3 separate regions of the Mus musculus genome follow, and regions 1 and 2 are each linked to region 3. The links are chromatin contacts, called in public ChIA-PET and Hi-C maps. All regions are on one chromosome and are shown on one strand. Each heading gives the region's core, a stretch centred on a gene start, on an enhancer-like site or on the middle of the called end of the contact. The rest is flanking DNA. Distances are from core to core; before and after follow the strand shown.

Region 1 (4,143 bases), core at 274-2,773, 240 kb before region 3:
CAGGGTCTCTGGAGAGTATGGAACAAGACCCCCACACCCCCCCCCACACACCCTGCAAAGTAATGCCTCCTCCTGCTGCCATGATGTTTTCTACCCTGAAAGAGCCAGAGTGGCTCCTACACACTCTTCATAACCTGCCTTTGGCCACATACTTCCTGAATTTACTTCCTATTTTCTGGAAGTAAAGAGACTATAGGAAAAATATTTAAAGTGAAGAGGCCCATTGAGGGGACCAGAGGACTAACCCAGAAGCGTGTGTGTGTGTGTGTGTGTGTGTGTGTGTGTGTGTGTGTGTGTGTGTGTGTTTCTACAGATCTAGGACAAGCCTGCTTCATTGGCTAGGAAGGGGATAGAGAACACTAGCAGCAACAGTGAAGAGAGTGTCCTTGAAAGCCTAGCAAGACAAGAGAGGTAGGTGCTCTTGAGAAATAATAGCTGCATCCTGTTCAGTGACCAGGGTGGAGGCCTCCTGAGCTCTGTTTAATAGCACTTTATAATGCTATTCTTGAAGCAGGTGATGGGCAGGGGAGGCTGGAGGTGGGAGAGGTGAAAGGAGGAACAATCTTCTTACAGGAGAATATAGCAGACAATGAAAATCCCTATAAGGAAAGAGTGTGTAAACTGCCTTGCTATCTATTTACATTGCCCAGAATATGCGTGACTTTCCAAGTTAATGTCTTGATTGGTTTGATAAGGCCACTTTGCCTTTCTCCCCTTTCTTTTAGTAGTTATAAATTCCCATGGCCCTACTCACTTCCTGCCAAGGAACACTAAAGACTGGGTATGGTGGCTAAGAGAACTAGTTGTCCTCACTGGGTCAAAGGTCTAAACCTTGGTCTTGAGCTATCTGAGATCTGTGCATGGTTGCTGAGCTACGAGGAAAGATGGGTGGAAAACCTAAGGAAAAAATACATCACCACTAACCGAATCTATGTACAGTGAGAGAGGGTCTTTCTTTCTCCATTACACTTTCCCTATTTTCCTGTGAGCATGTGTTCATTTTATAAGCGTGGAAAAATAAATTTGCGGTCTCTGGTTCCTGCTCTACTTTTTAGAATCTTTAGTTTGAATAAAGAAAGACAAGAAGACATTAGGTATAAACATCAGAAGTGTACAGAAGTGTATTTTCAGTGTGTGTGTGTGTGTGTGTGTGTGTGTGTGTGTGTGTGTGTGTGTGTGAAAGGGAGGGGGAGAGAGAGAGAGAGAGAGACAGAGGGGGAGGGAGAGAGAGACAGAGAGACAGAGAGAGACAGAGAGACAGAGAGGTGCATCAACGAGAAATACTACTCCCTAAGAAGTTGCAGCCACGTAATTCTAGAACCAGGAAAGAATTGCAAGGGGTGAGGGTGACTTAGAAATTAGGGGAGCCAGTGACAAGTTCCTCCGCGCGCGCAGACGGAGACGGCTAGAGGCTCTGTTTCCTGCGGAGATGGGTCACCTGGCAGCCTGTGACAGGTAGGGCGGAGGCTTGCGGTCCCCAAGCCGGGGCGGAGCAGGAAACCGAGACAGCCCTGGGCTGGGGCGGAGCTCAGAGAGCCTCAGGTACCGGTGGGCTGGGCCGTACCTGTGGGGGCCAGAGGGGACGCTCCCGTCGCATAGTTCGACCTACGGGCTCCTCGGAGATGCGTGTCCTGGCCGGCGGCTGATGAAGAAAGACTCGCCTCTCCGGGGCCCTTGAGCCTCTGTAGCCAGCGAGGGGGCCAGCATGGGCTGCGGATTGCTCGCTGCTGGCCTGCTCCTCTTCACCTGGCTCCCAGCAGGTGAGCCCTGAAAAAAGGGGGAGTCCCATCCGGGGCCACACGAGACAGGAAGCCATTTGCCTGGCCCTGCAGAGCCGGCCACCCGCGGGGCGGTGCACTTGGGTAGCTCCTGGCACCGGGAGGTGCAGGGGCCGGATCGAGAGTCGGCCAGTGGGAACCTGTTGTTTTCTTCCTTTATTAGCCCAGGGCCTTCGGAAACATGCAATCAAAAAGAAACCCCAGCCTTTGGATTTACGCCCCAACAGGTGTTGTTAGATGCTTGATGCCTAAAACCGAATCTATACAGGCGAAATCACCATTCTTCAACTTCTTAATACCCCTTTCCCTGTCCTTTACCCCGTGTCAAACTTGCTTTCAGAGTGTAGATGCGACGACAACCATTTTGGCCCAGAGTACATTTATTCTTTCCTGACAAGTTAGATTGCGTCGGTAGTGTATGAAGGAGTGTTGGGCATAAATTTGAGTCTCTTACAGGCCATCCGCTAGTACCTGTCATTTGATATTTTCCTCCTTTTTGCGTCCACCTCCTCTTTATCAGCCCGTCCGGCTGCCCTGCACCTTTCTTTCTACCTCCACACTAAGGGTCTCACTCAGAATCTGAATGTCTTAAGGTACCTCTTGGAAACAGGGCAAAAGGTCTTGTCTGTGAGTGAGGCCGAATAGGAAAGGAGAGAGAAGGGAAGGCTCTCTGGGCTCTGTTCACATTAGCCTGTAGCTGTGACTCTGCAAACAAGAATTTTCATTTCCTTTGGACGGTCCACCCAGTTTTATTCCGACTCACTTCCCACTTGCTCCCCTTTGGGAATATCAGTTTGCTCGCCGACCAATTGGAAGCTTCAATGGTTCGTCCAGGCAGATGTAATATGAAAATGGAGGCAGAATGCCCTTTCTATGAGCTAGAGAGTTGCTCAGATGTAATCAAATCTCACGGAAACTAGAGTCTACCAGAGCTTAATGTTGGGAATAAAAGGAGGGAGGGTTGCAAAAGGGTAGGGAACCGAGAAAAGGCAGCATTCCTGTGGCAGGCTGGCTTTCAACTTGTTTGGCCAGACGGAGGCTTTATAAGATGTCTAAAGCTAACAACTAGATGCTGAACGTACACAGTGGACAGGAAGCATGTGTAGCCTCGTTAGGCTTTAGGTACTCAAACACCACCAGAATAGTTAACCAACTTAGACCCTAAGTGCAAATTTGTAAGAATTCTGGAGTTATCTACAGTCTTTTCTCCAGTATGTTGAATTTTTCTTCTCCAAGTCTGTGGCAGCTGGGGACAAAATTCCTGTTTGAGCTGCCTTAGGAAAATAGAGGTCTGCTTCCATCAGCCCCTGACATCATGTTTCCCAACCTGGGTCTTCTGATGGAGCAGTCAGTCTTCTAGACAGAACAAGAATGCCTGCAGATGAAGAACCTGTCAGGGTATAAACCCTGGTGCCCTAAATATTTTAAACTGCCCAGTTTTTTTGTTTTTGTTTGTTTGAACATTTTCAATGGGCATTAAAAAAATACAGCCACTATAGCCAAATATATACTAGAGTATCCAACACACTAACTGTAAAAAGCATGGCTCCAAGTCTCTGAGCCAGCCACATGATGTTAGTCGCTAGGCCCTTGAGACACGACAATATTACAGGGTGTGGTGCTAGCCTGGTCTTCCCTAAGTGGAAGTTGGTCGGTGTTTTACCAGAGTGTGGAAAGTGAAGTCTACAATGATTATCCAGGTTCACTTTCATTTCACAGATGAGAAACTGAGACCCCGGCACTCTGAGGGGAAATAGCTACTTTGACAGATATTGTCCCTGACTATGTGGCGTGCCATCAGTAATACTGCATCTGCTCTATGGACCAGTGATTCTCAGCCTGTGGGTTGAGACTCTCTTGGCGATCAAATGACCCTTTCACAGGGGTCGCCTAAGACCATCAAAAACACTGATATTCATATTATGATTCATAACAGTAGCAAAATTATAGTTATGAAGTAGCAACGAAATAATTTTATGGTTGGGGGTCCGCACAACATGAGGAACTGTATTGAAGGGTCGCAGCATTAGGAAGGTGGAGAACTGCTGCTCTAGATGATGCTTTTTTGAGTTTGTATAATAGATGTCTGTGTGACTCTGGTAATTTACTGAACTCTTTAAAGCCTGCAGTAAACATGGATAATAATATCATTTCATACAGTTTTTGTAAGAATTAATTAAAAGGCTTAAAAGTACTCTATATACTGCTTGTACAAAATGAAGGAGGCCTTAACCATGGTGATAGGACTAGCTATGATTTGGACCCAAGTAAGACTGTTTAAAGCTAAGCTTGAAGAAACTTACTTGTTCTTCTTTTGTGGCTAGGAAACACAAGGAACAGTGAGATGGCTGTTACTATAACAAAA
Region 2 (4,147 bases), core at 727-3,226, 220 kb before region 3:
TACTGTCATTGGACTGGGGACCTCTGATGGCCTCTTACTAGAGCTAAACTTTTTTGCCAGTGTGTCACTAGGCCTTACTAGGTCAATGGTTGTGTTTACTAGTGTCTAAGATTACTGGTTTTCACCCTGTGAATTGAACAACTCTTTCACGGGGATCACCTAAGACCTCTGCAGAACACAGATATTTACATTCCAGTTTATAACAGTAGTAAAATTACAGTTATGAAGCAACAATGAAAACAATCTTATGGTTGGGGGTCAGCATACTATGAGAAACTGTATAAAAGGGTCACGGCTTAGGAAGGTGGAAAACCACTAGAGTTGGAGTAGAGACATCCCTCGGATGATTTATTTAGTTCCTCCCCTTTTGGCTTCTCTCTACGGCAGATTGGCTGACAGTGATTTTCATCATTCTTGGAGCCCTCCTACTCCTGCTGCTGATTGGTGTATGCTGGTGCCAGTGTTGTCCGCAGTATTGCTGCTGCTATATCCGCTGCCCCTGCTGTCCTACCCGCTGTTGCTGCCCTGAGGAAGGTGAGAGAACAGAGTGGCAGTGGGTTGGTCATGATGGTACATGTGCCCTTTACCCCAAGTATCTCAGGTTAGTTCCTGGCTCTTCTGGGATCTCCTTTATACCTTCTTCCTTTACAGGCTCAAAAGTCTTGGGCTGTACCTGTAAATGATGATCAAGAACTCTCTATATTCATAAAGAAGGTGGCCAATAACAGGGTTTCTACCTATAGAGTTCTTTTTTTAGTAAACAGATGGAGTTGGATCATTTTCTTTTCGTGTATTTGAGCAACTCTTCCTCTCCCAGGTCAGAAGTGGAATAGAAAATTCCAGCACTCTAACCATGCCTTGGTGTCTCCATCCCAAAGCTCTCTAGAGACCCCAGCCAGCAGTCATGTAATTAGTTCATGGAAGATATTCATCTTTCTTGAGGGCCCAAGGATTTTAGGAGTTATATTTCAGAAACCAGGGACAGAGACAGAGTATGTATCTTATTCTGTTATACTTTCACAACACTACTTAGAGATGGGATGAAAAGAGCAGGGCAATAGGAAAAGTATTGAAACGTTAGTTCTCAAACTGAAGCTCACACTGGGATCATGTGGAGGACTTGGTCAACATTAACTACTGCCCCCTCCCCAGCTTCTCAGCCAGTGGGTCTTGGGGAGTAGGGCCAAAGAATGTGTGCTTCTTAGACATTCCCAGGTTCTGTGAATCTAGTGGCAGGGAAAAGGAGATGGAGAAGACAATTTGGCTCTTAGTATGAGCTTTCTTTGAACTGAAATTTCATCCTTTAAAAGAAACTTTGGACCAGCAAAATAGATTAATGGGTAAAGTACTTGTTAAAACCCACATGGTAGAAAAAGAAAACTCTCTCTCTCTCTCTCTCTCTCTCTCTCTCTCTCTCACACACACACACACACACACACACACACACACAAAATACACAAGAATAAACATATAACAAGATGATAATATACCCTAAAATGTAAAGCTGCAGAGTAGATGATAAAAGCAAAAGAATTGAGGCAGTGTTCTACAAAGTTCTTTCCTGTGTAACGAGATGGGAGTCAAATCAACCGTGTAACTGGAAGTTTTCTTTTAGTGTATTGGTTTTAAGTAATATTTCCTTTTCCTGATGATGTAAAACATCATGTGGTAGAATATCTGAGAAATTAAAAAAAAAAAAAAAGACTAAGCCAAGTTCCCAGAGACAACCAGTCTTGCCATCTTGGTCCATGTGGAGAAGAAAGTTTGAAAGGAAAACATGACGATTACTTATGATGATAGACACCCAACTTAATCTATGATGTCAAGGTCAGTGGTCTGAATCTGGTTTCAGATCTGTGCTCAAAGATTGCCTGGTGTTTACAGGAAAGGAGAAATAACTTTCATTGCATGTCTGTTCTATGTGTAGCCTTTGTCTCTACTTCCCCACTGACTCCTCACCACAGTCACCAAAGGCCTATGTCATCACCACTTCACGGGCCAGGTCAGAGCAGTCCCAGAGCTCAGTAGTAGCTGTCACTTGCACAGTATTAAGCCTTTGACTTGTATCTGTGTGTCCCAAGTAGGGGCTGCCACAGCCTCTGCAGGCTAGCTGAGGTTACATAAACTCCGTGAAGAAGAGGAAATAGCGGAGGACTCACCCTGAGTCTAAGGATCTTCCTACCTCTCGGGGGCCTTCCTGGAGAAGCCACTGTCATGAGAGCAACCCCGTGTGAGATGAGAGCAATCCTCACTGGAAGATTCCTTAGAATACAGGGCAGTCCCAGCAGACAGAGCTGGGGCAAAGCTTAGCATGGATGATAGATGCATTCCGTCAGTGAGCTGAGAAGCCAAGGTTTGGTTTCTCTTTGGTGGCTGCAGTTTGCTCTTTTAATAGAACTGATGAAAATGAAGGACAGCTGTCCATAAGTTAAGATCCTTGGACCTGATCAGACAAGTTCACTTTTTAACTTTCCTGACAAGTTTGGGGAGAAGATGAATTGCAATGAAATGAATTGCTCAGGAAATGGTTACAAAGGTCTCTGAATAGGAGAAATATTCTGGTGTTGGTTTTGTTTGTGTGTGTGTGTGTTTTGTTTTGTTTTGTTTATTTTGTTTTGTTTTTGGCCAAAATACCCCCAATAATGTTTATAAGCAAAGAACCAGAAGGGAATAGCTGGAAGTTCCACTTAAGAAGTTGGGTGATCAGCTGGGCAGTGGTGGTGCACGCCTTTAATCCCAGCACTTGGGAGGCAGAAGCAGGCAGATTTCTGAGTTCGAGACCAGCCTGGTCTACAAAGTGAGTTCCAGGATAGCCAGGGCTATACAGAGAAACCCTGTCTCGAAAACCCAAAAAAAAAAAAAAAAAAAAAAAAAAAGAAGAAGAAGTTGGGTGATCACAGATGAGTGTCTTTACCCTTGGAGGCAGCATTAGTTCTCTACCAAGAAAGAGCTAGCCTTAAAAAGGAAAGAGACCAGAGTATGTAGGCAGCCTGACCTGAAGAGAGAGGTCACTACATCTAGGGGACAGTCAGTGTATGAGGGAGCCCACAGCCTGTCATGGTTTCTGCAAATCAAAGCACAGAGCTGGAGACATAGTTCAGTGGCTTTCCTGAGAACCCTGGGCTCAACCACAGTATCATAAACAAACAAATAATATGCTAGATGCAGAAGGAAGCCTTTGGAAGGATGTCACAGATCTTGAACACCACAGCCCATGTCCCCAGTCAGTTCTCACCTTCCTGAGCTGTAAGAGGAGGTTAGAGAGAACAATTAATTGGTGCTAGCTTTTAGTAGATCCAGATAATCCACCAAGTATTGGTAAACAACCCTCTTAGGACTTAAAGATGAAAGTTTTTGGAACTGAGCCTATGTTTTTTGTTTTTTTTCCTACAAGAATTAGAGAAATTTCTCTTGTCTCTGAGTTACCGGCCACTCCTCCCCCAGAGAATCTCTGTATAGCAGGAGAGAGTGAGGACTGGAGAGATTCTTCCAGTTACACAGACCTTGGTGATCTAGAACCATAGCTACTGGCTTCCTGTGCAGGCTGGTTCCTGTCCTTATCAAAGCAGAAGTAATCTACCACAAGTTCAAGGGGACCCAAGCAATGGGGAGACTAGGAAGAGGAAAGGCACGTTCAGTGGAGTGATCCCCCAGAGAAAGCCCAGCCTTAAAGTCCCATTGCTTTGCCAGGGCCAGAATGTCTGCCGCTGCTGGTGGTTTCCTGAAGCTAAAATGGCAAGAGTTCAAAGGGGGTTGGCATTCCCAAAGGCTGCTGAGGCGAAGGACAGAGAGGCCATGAGGTAAAAGGAGAGTAAAGAATAGGCCGGCTTCTGTGACAGCAGAGAGGTGGAGGTATGGAGTGGTAACCAGTCATGGGCAAGGGAAGTTGGAAAGTGTCCAGGGACCCTGGGAAAGAAGTATAGGTTTCAGAAGCAGATAAAATGTTATCATTTCTGTCCCTGGTAGAAGCCTTAAACATTATACTCCGTCTTTTCCCTCAGAGACAAAGACTCTACATCTGTGTTTCTCCTGGAGCTAAGGCGAAAGAAACAATTTATTATGATAAAAATGAGGGTCTCTACTGACTCACCTGTTGGGCATTCCATGGTGTTTGCCTCATTTAACGGCAGCAACTCTGCAAAAGATC
Region 3 (4,608 bases), core at 613-3,112:
GCCTGTGTTTGCACACTATGGGAGGGATGGAGGAGTGGCAACTGGAGGAGAAAGTTCTGAGACTCCTTCATCTCACTGGCCAGCACCACATGGCTGTGAACATCCTTCTAGCCTCAGCTGCTGGAGCCAAAGGAGATGAGGTTCAGATTAGAAAATCCATCCTGAGATTGGGTTAAAGGAGCAGAACCATAGGATGTAAATTTGTGAAGCCTTGTGGATAGTTCTGAGAAAACTCTGAAAGTATTGGACCACCAAGTATGGTGGCACTTGCCTGTAATTCCAGCACTGAGGAGGCTGAGGCAGGAGGACCATAAGTCCAAGGCCAGTCTTGTCTACATAGTAAGTTAAGGCTAGCCTGTGCTACATAGCAAGAGTGTCTAAAACAACAAGCTCTCCTTGAACACAGTGCAGAAGGAGACTTTTCATAGCTCATGCGGGTTGGGTAGACATCATGCTCTTATACAAAGTTGCCACTTGGGAAAAGCTGACCCAGTATCACAGGGTAGAAGAGGATTAATGGGAACCTGTTCTCTTTGGCTTCAACGCTCACTGTATGTCAGCACTGTTCTGCTCAGGGATGAACATGGGGTGTTTGTGAGGGGGAAGTGGGTTTCCTTGGTGTCATCGCTGAAGTTCTATGGTTCTGTGCATTGCTGTGTGGTGAGGTACAATGTCTAGCCCTAATTTAAGGCTACCCCTTTCTACATATTCCTCAACTATAAATAGCCTTATTAGAACAAATAAAGTGCTCCAAGTCTAGAATCAATCCCCTGGGAAGTGACTTTAGATGCTTTCTGTTGGTACAGAATGTTCCCTTCTGTCTAGTTTCACCAACCTGGGACCCTTGTGGGTTCATTCTCTGTAAGCCAGGCAAGTCAGAGTCCACAGATGACTGGGATAAGGAGAGCCAGGCTCAGATGCAAAAGCAAGTTCTTAGTAGGATTATTTTTCAACCAGAGATCCTTGGAACTTTATTTTCATTATCTTTATTGCCTGTCAGTGCTCCAGGCTGCCAGAGGAGCCATGCTTGGGACGGGGGTGGGTGAGGAATGGAGGGTGGAAGCAGGGAGGTGGTTATTTGAAAGGCAGCCAGTAAAAGCATAGCAAAGTTCTCAGTGGCCTTCACATCAGAAAGGGTCTATTTCATTGGCTCAACAAGTCACCTGAGCATGTCTTGACTTGAAGCTAGAAGGGGAGGGCTGCAGATGTTGACAGTGTAGAGTATGTCAGAGTTCAATTCACCAGCTTAGAGAAGGCCAGTAGTCAGAACTCTGTAAGTGAGCTCAGACTCCACACAGCCTCCCATCAAGCTAGGGAGTTTTCTCCCTCCACGTTCTGCCTTCTCCCTTCCTCGTGAGTTATGTGTGAGTCTCAGGTACTGCAGAAAGCAAGGAGGAGAAATTGTTTTTAAGACTTCCCTTCAAAATTAACATACAGATCATTTTTCCACTAAGCCTTTTTTTTTTTTTTTTGATTGCTGCAGACTACACACACACACATTTTTCCTTCCTCAGACCAGGCTTCTACAACAATGTTGTAGCCCAGGGTACCCCTAAGTGCTGGGATCACAGAAGTTCACTACCACACCTGCCTTGTTCTGAATTCTTTTACTTAGATGCAACTGTCCTTCGTAGGACACAGAGCAGTCCTGCAGCATTCTTATTGTGTCTTAACTGATAAGGGATGTGTCTCCACGGTCATTTTTATAACTTTCCCGTGACCTGAAAAACTTTGCAAAATACTAGACACAGAAACACTTAACCCTTCTAAGTACTCAAAGTATAAGGAACTGACTCAAACTTCAGGAAGTAGCTGTGAGGACAGTGTGGCAGGAAATGACAGAAAACCTGAAAACGGAACTGGAGCAGCTGCTCTGTTACTTACCCTGAAGTGGCAGCCGCTGGAGGGGGCGCCTGGTGTAGATGTGAAAAGCCGTAACCAGGAACCAGTAAAGGTGGGTGCTCTGAGCTGGGGGTTTTGTGAGGGGTTGGGAGCACAGGGAAGTATGGAAAAGAAGTCTACATAGCACTTAGTCCTTGTTAAGGGAGGTCTTTACTAATAGATGCTGAACTCTTGATGGCCCTAAGGACTGTGTGCAGTGGTTGACAATGAACATCTGAGGATGGGAACAAGGAAATGGCCTGCACTCGGGGAGCATGATTGAGCACATATCTAGGACCCTGGGCCCTAGTATGCCCTTGATGATCTACACAGCCCATTCTAAAGGGTGGCTGCCCCAGTGTGCTAACCTGAAGGCGACCCACGGAAGATGAGGACAAAGTGTGCCTTTGTATGGCCTCACAGGGACACAAATGCCCATGGGAAATGTAAGGGGACAGGATTTAACCACCAATGAACACTGGTGCTGAGCCAAGTGCTTTTAGGAGTCAAATGCAAACATGACTTCAGCTGGTGTAACTTTGTATGTCTGTGGGGATCCCAGAGTGTTACAGAGGGAGCTTTGGATCTACTGTGTTAACCCCTTAATTATTTAACATTGGGAAACAATATCACAACAATCAGTGACTTGCCCAAGGAAGTTAATATTGATGGATGGCTTAGTCTAGTCTCTGACTAAGTAGTATAGACTCTGTGTCATGTGACAGACAGGGGTCTCACAGGGGCTGTCATATTACTGCAGTGTCCATGGATCTCTCACCTATGGATGCCATAAGTCAGTCCTGTCATCAGGTATTGGATATGCCCAGCATTCATTGCCTGTCTCCAGCCTCCTACTTTAAGTTAGCAGCTTTCCTGATTAGTAATCGACAGTACAAGAATAGTAAGTTATTTTGCTCTTAAACATGAGCATGAGGGGCTGATGGGAGAGATGAACTGAGACCTGGAGAATCAGGCAAGATGAGACCATCGGACCTCACTGCTTCCTCATTGCTCATAAATGTATTTGACTTCTCCTTTCCAGTTTCCTTCTGTGGTAGAGTAGCCTGAGAGCCAGGACATGTCAAAGTGAGGCCTTAAGCTGTGGGTCATAGGTTCTCTTTATGTGTCTTACCCCCTGTTAGTAGCTAATACCAACTGGGGGAGGCACAGATGTTCTTAATAGCTCACAGTGACTCTGGCCACGGTAACTCACCACTCCTTCCCACATCTTTATTTAACCTATCTTCCTCAGATGTCTTCGGGGCTAATCTTCTAGAGGTTATTATAAAATGTGGGCAATGATGGAGGCTTCCAGATGGGGATAGAAAGTGGAGACTTGGGGCCTAGATAAGCAGAGCCTTGGGGATGAGTGGGTAAAGGTGTCTCCTTTGGGAGAGCAATGAGTACCAGGAAGCTCTTCGGTGGTGGTGGCACCCGACAAAGAAGGATAGGCAGAGTCTTTGAGCCAGGAAGTCCCAAAAAGCTACCAGACCAGATGGGTGTTGTCCCTTGTTACCTCTCCTCAAAAACCCACAGTGTGACCGGACAGTTCTTCCTCACACCCTTCTGGCAAGGCTCAATAAAACACAAGTGTCCAGTGGGACAATGATTGACACCCAATCAAACTAGCATTCTCCCAAGACTTTTGTAATGTTTACTTAGTTGTTAATTCTCACATAGTGTTTCAAAAAGAGGGAGTGCTACATTTTACATGTAAATGCTTATGTCTTTAGATATAGTTGAACATTTACATAATAAAAATAAAGCCATGGTATTTTCTTCTTTCAGCTAGTGTGAGTAGTTCAACTAGTCTGTCCCACTGGTGACCTACAGCTGTGCTGTGAGTGACCAGTCAGTCCTACAGTAAATGTGGGGCAGTCTTCCACAGACAGGGAGCATTTTCAATGTAGCTAGGCAGATTATAGACAGGAGGGACACTGGACTCATTTATGTCCTGACAGCTAAAAAAGGAAGCCCTGGAGAAATCTGAGTGAGGTGCCACAGCAGTCCTGTGGTAGGTGTTGTATGACCACGGGTCACCCCTACAAGCTGTGGACATAATGAACAATCCCAACACTTTGACAGAGGTTGTCTTGTGTTACCTACACCTATACTAAATTTTTTCCATATATGGGTGGGCTACTGATTTATCTTAAGATAAATGAGATGAGAAAGAGCAGAAGGAAACATTCCATTGCTCACGTAGTCAACTTTAGCATCCTTACCAACCTTCCTCTCAATTCTCTTTTTCACTCCTAATTATTTCCATCATTTGGTACCCTCAGATGTGGAAGTCTGTAGTGGGGCATGATGTATCGGTTTCCGTGGAGACCCAGGGTGATGACTGGGATACAGACCCTGACTTTGTGGTGAGTATGGAAGTAGCTTTGCTTGGACAGTGAAGTGGTCAGGAGCACCTCAGCCACTCTGAGTTTTGGCTGGGCTTAGAGAGATCTATCTGAGATTAAGACAGTCTTTGTGGTGGGTTGGATTGGCAAAACGAATAGATTTTATTAGTAGGAATGTGTGTTAGCTGATGTTGAGCATAGAAGGGGATAGGTGTGGGTCGTTTGATAGTGCCATTGGAGGACTGTGTGTGTGTGTCAAAAGAAGAAAGGATGGGTGATTCAGAGTAAGCAAGGACATGTCTAGGATCACTGGTTTAATTTTAATTTTCATGTGGCTTTGAGATAAATGCAGCCATGAGTGAAAGTAAAGACAAGAAGC

Evidence for each region. A called contact is a pair of places that touch in the nucleus more often than the background predicts. ChIA-PET counts read pairs in DNA pulled down with a chosen protein or histone mark.
Region 1: a contact with region 3 is called in an RNA polymerase II ChIA-PET map of memory CD8 T cells, with 6 read pairs. The contact joins the promoter of Ildr1 here to the promoter of Hcls1 in region 3. A contact is called at or near these places in 1 of 39 promoter capture datasets (hippocampal neurons), 3 of 115 datasets of contacts at active chromatin or transcription factors (bone marrow-derived macrophages, effector CD8 T cells and memory CD8 T cells) and 1 of 9 other capture datasets (liver).
Region 2: a contact with region 3 is called in a Hi-C map of B cells, with 3 times the contacts expected there. The contact joins the enhancer-like site here to the promoter of Hcls1 in region 3. A contact is called at or near these places in 4 of 39 promoter capture datasets (the C10 cell line, hippocampal neurons, liver and 1 more), 6 of 484 Hi-C or Micro-C datasets (B cells, Th1 cells, bone marrow-derived macrophages and 2 more), 1 of 115 datasets of contacts at active chromatin or transcription factors (memory CD8 T cells) and 4 of 9 other capture datasets (adipose tissue, bone marrow-derived macrophages, liver and 1 more).

Annotation. Positions count from the first base shown.
Region 1 is chr16:36,692,455-36,696,597 of GRCm38.p6, forward strand. Ildr1 (immunoglobulin-like domain containing receptor 1) reads left to right here and starts at 1,524. Exons shown (of 8, transcript NM_001285788.1): 1 at 1,524-1,760. The coding sequence starts at 1,706.
Region 2 is chr16:36,715,720-36,719,866 of GRCm38.p6, forward strand. Ildr1 (immunoglobulin-like domain containing receptor 1) reads left to right here. Exons shown (of 8, transcript NM_001285788.1): 5 at 388-534. Among named protein-coding and RNA genes, the nearest start is that of Ildr1, 24 kb to the left of the region's middle. Within about 2 kb of position 1,977, at least 36 of the 459 cell types and tissues checked have an H3K27ac peak or open chromatin away from gene starts, as enhancers often do. A contact at or near this core is called in B cells and bone marrow-derived macrophages, where this site is marked.
Region 3 is chr16:36,933,121-36,937,728 of GRCm38.p6, forward strand. Hcls1 (hematopoietic cell specific Lyn substrate 1) reads left to right here and starts at 1,863. Exons shown (of 14, transcript NM_008225.2): 1 at 1,863-1,954; 2 at 4,167-4,250. The coding sequence starts at 4,167.